2 separate regions of the Mus musculus genome follow, and region 2 is linked to region 1. The links are chromatin contacts, called in public targeted proximity ligation maps. All regions are on one chromosome and are shown on one strand. The core of a region is the stretch at or near the end of the contact, and the rest is flanking DNA. Distances in the headings are between cores, read along the strand shown. Region 1 has its middle 42 kb from the start of Gm32143. Region 2 holds the start of Ppp1r3c (protein phosphatase 1, regulatory subunit 3C).

Region 1 (3,999 bases), core at 710-3,209:
CTCTGTGTTGCTGTGGACCTCCTCAGAGGCAAGCAGGCTATGGCATATGCATGGGTTCTGGCTACTGATCTGGCCAGGTTAGGAAGCTCCTTAGAATAAAGGTGAAGCTCAGGGGATGAGGGTGGGGGCAGGGAAGATGGGTCCCAAATCAGCTGCGCCCTGTGGTTGCCCCAACTGGTGTGGGAACTTGGGCGAGGTTCTCACCCATGTCTTTGATTTCTGTGGACCTCCTGGGAGGCACGCAGGCTATAGGTGTAGTTGGGTATCTGGCCGCTGATCTGGCCTGGGTAGGAAGCAATAAACAGGTTTTATAGCTAACACTTAGAATTAAGAGAAAGGGTGAAATTAAGGGTTCCTAATATTTGTAATATTACAAATTCCATGTAAAACAATCCCACAAATGTTACTCACATTCACTTTGAATTTCCGCAGAATGCTATAAGTTGGCATTGTTTTGTGTCACAACATAAGACCAGTTGGTTTGTGCTGTGGATAGCCCTGTGGCTAATTATATTTGATGTTAATTCCATTCTCCTGTGAGGGGCTGTGAACAAGGACTGAGTCAGCACTCAGGTGATTTCCTGTAACCTGCTCCACCTTAATCTGTAAAATAAAGGAGAGCTGATGATTGGGCAGGTAAAGGGAAGGCGGGGCAGGAGGTGGAGAGAGAGAAGAAGGAGAAAATGGGAGAGAGAGAGAGAGGTCGCAGAGGGGGAGGAGGAAGAAAAGCAGAGAAGCACATGGCCTGGAGAAAACTGCAAGTTCTAAGGGGTCTCATAGATGTGGAAGATGGAAGTGTAGCGGTAGATCTGCCCAATCTAGGTGCACAGCATGTAATCATATTAATTGTGTTGTGTTTTCATTGCCAGGGCATATTTGGGATGGAGAGATTTGCCTCAATACGTTTGTTATTGTTGCAACTGCTCAGAAATCAGAAATAATCTATAAAAAAAAATACATTTCTCGTTGTCACCCGATGGGCTGTTCTTTTGAGTGGCTTTACTTACTGTGTTTTTGGCTTTTAGAACCCCACACATTTTTGTTGTTTTCATTGCTTCATCATTGCCATTTTTACAGTGCAATCTATTTCTAGGAGCCGCTGAGATGATACTAGCCAACAGCAAGAGGACTGAGTGAGGCTGTGAAAATCTGAACCACGACCCCTAATGAAGAACCCACCCCTCACCCAACCCAAAGCTTAGGTCCTGGTAAGATGGAGGTCACATGACATCAGTCAGGCTGAAGGTGAGATACTGTGAGCCCCTACGAGCCTGGCTGTATGCCAAGGCCATATTTGGCTAAAGAAAGTATGCCCTTTAAAAGCCCAGCAGGTGTGTACCTACATGCGCTCAGCTAATGAAAGGTGTGCTTATTCTTGCAGCCCTGGTGAGGAGCAAACAATTCCATTCCTGATAAACAAGAACTTTCACAGTGCCCACGTCTCTGGAAGCTTTTAATATAAATTCTCTAAAAGTCTGTGACACTTGAGGGCTCTTCTTGTTTGGTGCTAGTTTGGATTGAATTTACATGTCTCTGTCCCTTTAAACAAAGGAGTTATCCCTGAGCTGGAGGCAGAAGGGTATTGCAGTGTAGGATCTAAGTTCTTGAGGCTCTGGGTTTCAAACCCAGGGTCACATTAAGAAAACCAAAGGAGTCAGTTCCCAGCTGGCATGGTACTTTGAAGAGCATAATTAAGATGGGGAATCTACCTCTGAAGGACAGGATCGCTTAGAAAATGTTCAAGCTTCATTTGAGGGGCTATGGGGTGAAAAATATGAAATTATGGAAGGAAGGAAAGGGGAGGGCACAACAAGGTAGACCTCATGAAGAATGTGAATTACACTTACCAGATGGCTTCATAGGGTGACCTTATTGGCAGTGAGTCACAGGGCACGCAGGAGGCCAGGCCTGCCATACCAAAGGCAGAATGGAGAGGAGTTTGGCATGGCTCCCCCGAGCTGATGGCCATGATTCATTGGGAACACAGCTGGGGCCTCGGGCAGATGGGAGATGGCTCAGCAGTGTAAGCACTGTGGGCTCCCGGGACTAGAGTCACAGCTCCATCATCTCTGATGTAGAGCAGGATCTTGTTAAGCTATCTTAGCCAAGGGAGCAGAGACTGCTCAAGGTTACATTTTCCCCTCTTTGCAGATTTCAAATGAGGTGGCACGCGGGTGGCATTGGAACATTCCTGGCAGGGAGGGCATCCCCCAGTCCCTGTTCCTTTTCTTAGACCTTGCTCTCTTTCAACTCCTTCTGTTCCTGCTTTACACTGCAAGAACCTGGAAGGGCTTTGAACTGACCTATGTTCAAGTTCACCCTCACTCCTTACTTGCTGTGTGGCTTGGAGGAAACCACTGTAAGCCCCAATTCCTCAGCCACAAGACAGAAGAGCTAATGACTATTGTAGGAGGAATGACAGTACTTATGAAAGACTCTGACATTCAGTGCCCACTCCAGTCGATCTCGGCACTTTTGGTATTTTGTCCAAATGCAGCTGTGGGGCGTGGTCCTGTGTGATGTGTAGGGTTTAGTAACATGTCTGGTCTCTACAAACTTGATGTCAGAAGTGCCCCGCCTCCAGCTGGAACAATGAAAAATGAGTCCAAGCACAGTCAAATGTCTCCTAATGGTTTCTGGCTAAGTATGACTTCCAGCTCATTGGCTTCTTAGTTTGGGGAAAGCAATCTGCTGTGTAAGGGACAGTCCAAGTAGCTTTTAGCTGGATGTGTAAGTTAAGAAGTGAGCTATTAGAGTGGGCTTAAGGTGTTGGAGCAATGGCTCAGCAGTCCAGGGCACGTACAGCTCACATAGAGAACTCAGCTGTCATGTCAGGTGGCTCACATGCACCTGCAATTCCAACTGGAGGAGATTCAAATACCTTCTGGCTTTGCAAGGCACTGTAATCACATACACACACACACACACACACACACACACACACACACACACACAGAGGGGGTGTGGGGGAGAGGGAGAGAGAAAGAGATTGAGATTGAGAGGACTATTTCTCTTCAGGGAGCCCACATAACTTTGTCACATCTGAGATCAAGCAGGCAGACCCCTCCAGGTTGTAGCCTCTGTCCAGCTCCCTCTCCTCTGACAGACAGTGGGCAGAAGAACTCCATCAAATAAGCCTGCATCCAAGCAGAAAACAAAATATGGAGACCCCTCTTGTCCGAACCGTGGTCACACTCTGTCTCTTTTAATGATGTTTTTTTTACAGGCACAGAAGGGGAACTGAGCCCTTCCTAAGGTCTGACACTCTGAGGCTCAGAACTGTTTCCCACAGTGGCCTATATAGTCCACAGAGATAGGAAAGAATCATATGCTGCAAGCTGAGTAACTGAGTGAGCCAGCTGTTCTTATTTTCCCCCAAGGACGTGCCAGGCCCCCTATGTGATGCAGGCTACTTATCAGCCTGGTGGCTAGCCAGTTCTGCAACACCAGGAAAAGCCTTGCTCAAGATCTTACTACAGTTCAGTCTCTCTAAAATAAGTTTCCTTTTTATCTATATATGGCAGTTTTGCCTGCATGTTTGTATGTGCATCAGAAGGTGTCAGATCCCTCGGAACAGATGGTTGTGAGCCACCGTGTGGGTGTTGGGAACCAAACTCCAGTCCTTTGGAAGATCAGTAAGTGCTCTGAGCTGCTGATCCATTTCTCCAGACCCTTAAAATATATCTTAACAAGGCTAGTGAGCTGGCTTCTCTCTCTGGCTTGCACTTTGACCTTAACTCAGGGTTCAAAGTTGGATCAAAATTAGACAGAACGGATTCTTCTTTTTCCTTCTTTTTATTGTTCTTAAGGATTGATTTTATTTATCTTTGTGGGGGGTGTTGTGCCAGTGCCTCTGGCTTTGCCATCCATATGGTGGGTAAACCAAGGCAGGCAACCTTAGGCGGTCAGTACTTAGAGCCGATGACTAGGTGGACCCAGATAACTCTAGGGGCTGCTACCAAAAGCGCCAGTGATTGGAGGATTAGAGAAGCTACTCAG
Region 2 (3,999 bases), core at 635-3,134, 240 kb before region 1:
CCCAGCACCCACGTGGTGGCTTACAACCAATGACAGGGTATCCAGTGCCCACCTCTGACCTCTGAGGGCACTACATGTATGTGGTATGCATACATACAGAGGGGTAAAAAACACTCATATGTCTAATATAAAAATAAATCTTTAAAAAGTCCAATTATCAAGTTTCTTCCTCTGTGATGTTCAGTAGACGTTTCTTTAAAAAAATATTTATTTTAGTTTTACTTTGTGTTGGTTATGTGCACATGTGTGCAGGTCCTGCAAAAGCCAGAGGAGGGCGGTAGAGCCCCTGAAGCTGGAGTTCCAGGCTGTGTATGAGCGCCTGAGCTGGGTGGTACGACCTGCTCTCTGGTCTGTGGAAAGAAGAGCAAGGGACTCCTACCCTCTGAGCCGTTCTCCAGCCCCATAGCATGGTTCTTATTCTTTACTCCATTGTAACAATTCTTGAGTCTGACAGTTACATGACAGAGGAATTTTTTGCACATTCTAATTGGCTTCTAGATAGCCAAGCAGAGCTAGGTCATGGACTTTGTAAAAATAATCAGTATTCATACGCATAGAACAACAAGTAGGGGGAAAAAGGGCCATGAATTTGAAAGAGACCAAGGAACGTAGGAATGTTCGGAGGGAGGAAAGGAAAGGGGGAAGAACAAAAAACAAAAGAAGAAAACAATTTTATATTTGATTAACAGATATGCCTCCCCCCGCCCCTGCGCGTGCGCGCGCCTTGCTCTCTCTCCCCCCAACAGGGTTTCTCTGTGTAACTACTGAAACTCATCCTGTAGATCAGGCTGGCTTCGAACTCACAGAGATCCTCCAGACTCTTGCCTTCAGAGTGCTGGGATTAAAGGCATGCACCACCACACCCGGTCGAACTTTTTAGTTTTTAAAAGTCCAATTATCAAGTTTTTTCCTCTGTGATGTTCAGTAGACGTTTCTTTAAAAAATATTTATTTTAGTTTTGCTTTGTGTTGGTTATGTGCACAGAAGAAAAGAAAGAAATCTCAGCGAAAGCCGCTGGGTGGGTAGGGCATGAAATCAACTGTGATTTTGACCTCTGCCTAAGGATGTCATAACTCAGTCTAGGGATTTGGGCTGTCTGCTGCAATTGGTGACAATGAGCAAGGACAGTAACTTCATGTTGGCCTATAGTTCTCTCTCCCAAGCAGAGAACTGAATAGGTCAGCACATAGTCTCCATTTGCTTATTCAGAGGCAGAGTCTCGCTAGGCTGTACAGACTGGCCCTCTCTGCCTCTGTCTTCAGAGGGAAACACACACACACACACACACACACACACACACACACACGGCCACTTCGTTTCATGGGCTCACGTGTTTTCTTAACATTTGAGTGGCTGTGTGACTTTATTTGTGGAGGAAGAAGAGCCAGCCAACTTCTCTTTGCTTGGGCCAAGGTGCTTGGACACAAAGCAAGGAGCATCACAAGCATTTCAAATAACACAGACACCGGGCGGAGCCACAACTTTCTGAGCTCAGATTCAACTCTGCACAGACCTACGCGTTTCCATAGAAGACCCCGCCAGGCTCGCACAAGCTGCAGAAGGCCAGCTGCGAGCCGTGAGCTACGTGCTGCACGCCAGGCTCCGGGAACACGGCTGGATCCCGCTGGCCCAGGGCTCAGGGACTCTACGGCCGCCTTCCAGCACGCTCTGGTCACATCCAGCCCCGCGGTGATCACGTTCCAGGGGCAGGGGCTCGTGCCCCAGCTGCACAGTGGTTGGTCAGGGCGCACGGCCTTTGATTGGTCGGAGGGACCGGTTCACGTGATCTGGCTTTGATAAGCTGCCTCCCGGTTGCCTGCGGTCAGTCGGCCGGCTGGACCGCGGCGCTGCATCCTCTTAAGTACTGAGTGCGAAGTTGCTCAGGGTGCGGTTGTCGCGGTCGCCGCTGCCTCTCGGTCCAATGAGCTGCACCAGGTAGGTTCAGTGCAACTCTGCGCCCGAATGGAGGGGAGCCTGCAGCTGCGGGGACTTTGGGGGCTTTTGTGGTTTTGTCTTCTCTGCAGATGGGAGACTCCCAGGTTGATGGCTGAGTTGAATCGTCCCGGAGGCTTTGAAGGGATGGAATTTGAGTTGTATTTCTTAGCGCCTGTTTTGGGAATCTACATCTCACAGTAGAAACTGCCTTAGTGAGTCAGTTTTAGCTGGGATTCCTTTGCTGAAGTGACTCTGTTGCCTTTGAGCTCAAAGACCCAAACACTTGGGTGCAGCTTAGTTTTATTGATGAGGTAGTTTAGCCTGTGGCAAAAGGTAGAGGATTTTGCATTTCTTCTTTCCCCACTTCCCCTCTCCTGGTTTGTCATAGAAAATGCAGTCTTAGAGTTTGAGCAAGCTATTATTTTTAACTCTTGGCCAGGACTTAGAATTCCAGGGAAATAGCCCACTACTAAAACTTTCTATAAATGCAGGAGTAAAAAAGGAAAAAAACCAAAAAAACTAAAACAAAAAGAAAAACAAGAACAGCTCAACCAATAAAAAACGAACAACAGCTCCATCAACCAGGCAACCAAGACCATCTCACGAAATGTTGCATCTCCAGTTGTAACTTAGTCCAAGAATTCTCCCTCCCCAAATCCTGCCTCTTAATGGTTGTGAGACAAATAGACTTTGAGGTTTTGTTGCTGGAAGTTTGTAATCCTCTCAGAAAAACCCTAGAGCTATTAAAGTGAGTTCAGTATACATTCTTTACAGGCCACTTTGTGATGATGACCATATACAGGGTGCTGTGCTTAGCACTGGTATGAAGAGAATTCTTCAAGCCAGACTATATTTATGATCAAAATATGTTATATACATATATAAACTGTTAAAGAATAAATAATTAATAAAGCCCCAGACTCCAAAATGGCACCTACTGTATTTCATGTTTCTTTGATTTATAAGGCTGACATTGGAGAGGAAAAACCTAATTCTGTAAGTGTGGAATTATAGTGTGGTTCAAGGGAAAGAAAGGCCAGAAAAGTCTTGATGGATGGTTCTTTGTTTGATGCAAACTATTGTTATTGCCTTCCTACTTGTAAATAGGACCTGCTCAACAACAGGAAACATCATAGAAGCCCAAACCAGTAGATGCTATAATTCCATCAGTCAAAGATAATGAACATCTTAGTGTTTTCCTTTGTAGTTTTCAGTATTTATAAATTCATATATCTTCAGTGTATTTTAAAACAGCTCATTTTCTGGTTATCAGTTTTTAAAACTACTTTATGTTGTGTATATATAATGTACACTGCAGGCTACAAGACAGAGCTATAGTAAAGTGGTTATTACTGGTCAGAATGAACAAGTCTGTTATCCCTGCAGGTAGCTATTCCCTTTATAGTTGGACCTGTCATGGGCATCTTTCTATATGAACTGTAGATTGTTTAAAGTTTTTCCTTTAGTCTGTGAGATGTTGGCTGGTGTTGCAGTTGGTCATTTGTGAAAAAATGAGGATGACTGTGATAAAATGAAAAAGTCATTCTTTCTTTTAACAAGCGTCACCTACTGTCACTCTAAGGACAGCATGACATTTTAAGAATTGCTTCATTTATTGTTTCCCAAGTGGATTACTTCTCCTGAGAAGTAAAACCGGTTCGAGAGCCAAAATAGGAAACAGCAGCCAGAGGGAGCGAGAGGCTGGGACTGTGATAATGGAAGAAGCTGTCTGGCCAATGGACTCTTTTGGGGGAAGCTTTAAGAACATATTTACCTTTCTGGCTCCATGCCATGAAGCTCTACTGTAGTGGTTTTAAGTCCCCGGAATCTGAATTTTTTTTTTCTAAAGGAAAGAAACTTCTCAGGTCTTGTTGATCTGACAGGTTTAAGAACCACTGGCCCAGAACAGAGTACATAATTCCAAGAGCTGTGTCAGACTTGTTCAGATAGAGCCCTCTTGTTTCTCAGATGGAGAAACTGAATCCTCTCTGAGTGTTTCAGGCAGTTTACACATGGGCCCAGCAGCCTGCCAAGCACAGAGCTAGACTGTAGATCTCATCACCC

What was found.
Region 2: a targeted proximity ligation map of pancreatic cancer cells shows a contact between it and region 1. A contact is called at or near these places in 4 of 39 promoter capture datasets (embryonic stem cells, stem cell-derived epiblast-like cells and trophoblast stem cells), 1 of 484 Hi-C or Micro-C datasets (large pre-B cells), 2 of 130 datasets of targeted methods (embryonic stem cells and pancreatic cancer cells) and 2 of 9 other capture datasets (embryonic stem cells and pancreatic islet).

What each region holds. Positions count from the first base shown.
Region 1 is chr19:36,495,236-36,499,234 of GRCm38.p6, reverse strand. No RefSeq gene overlaps it. Among named protein-coding and RNA genes, the nearest start is that of Gm32143, 42 kb to the left of the region's middle.
Region 2 is chr19:36,734,489-36,738,487 of GRCm38.p6, reverse strand. It overlaps Ppp1r3c (protein phosphatase 1, regulatory subunit 3C), which reads left to right and starts at 1,884. Exons shown (of 2, transcript NM_016854.2): 1 at 1,884-1,935. The coding sequence starts at 1,922.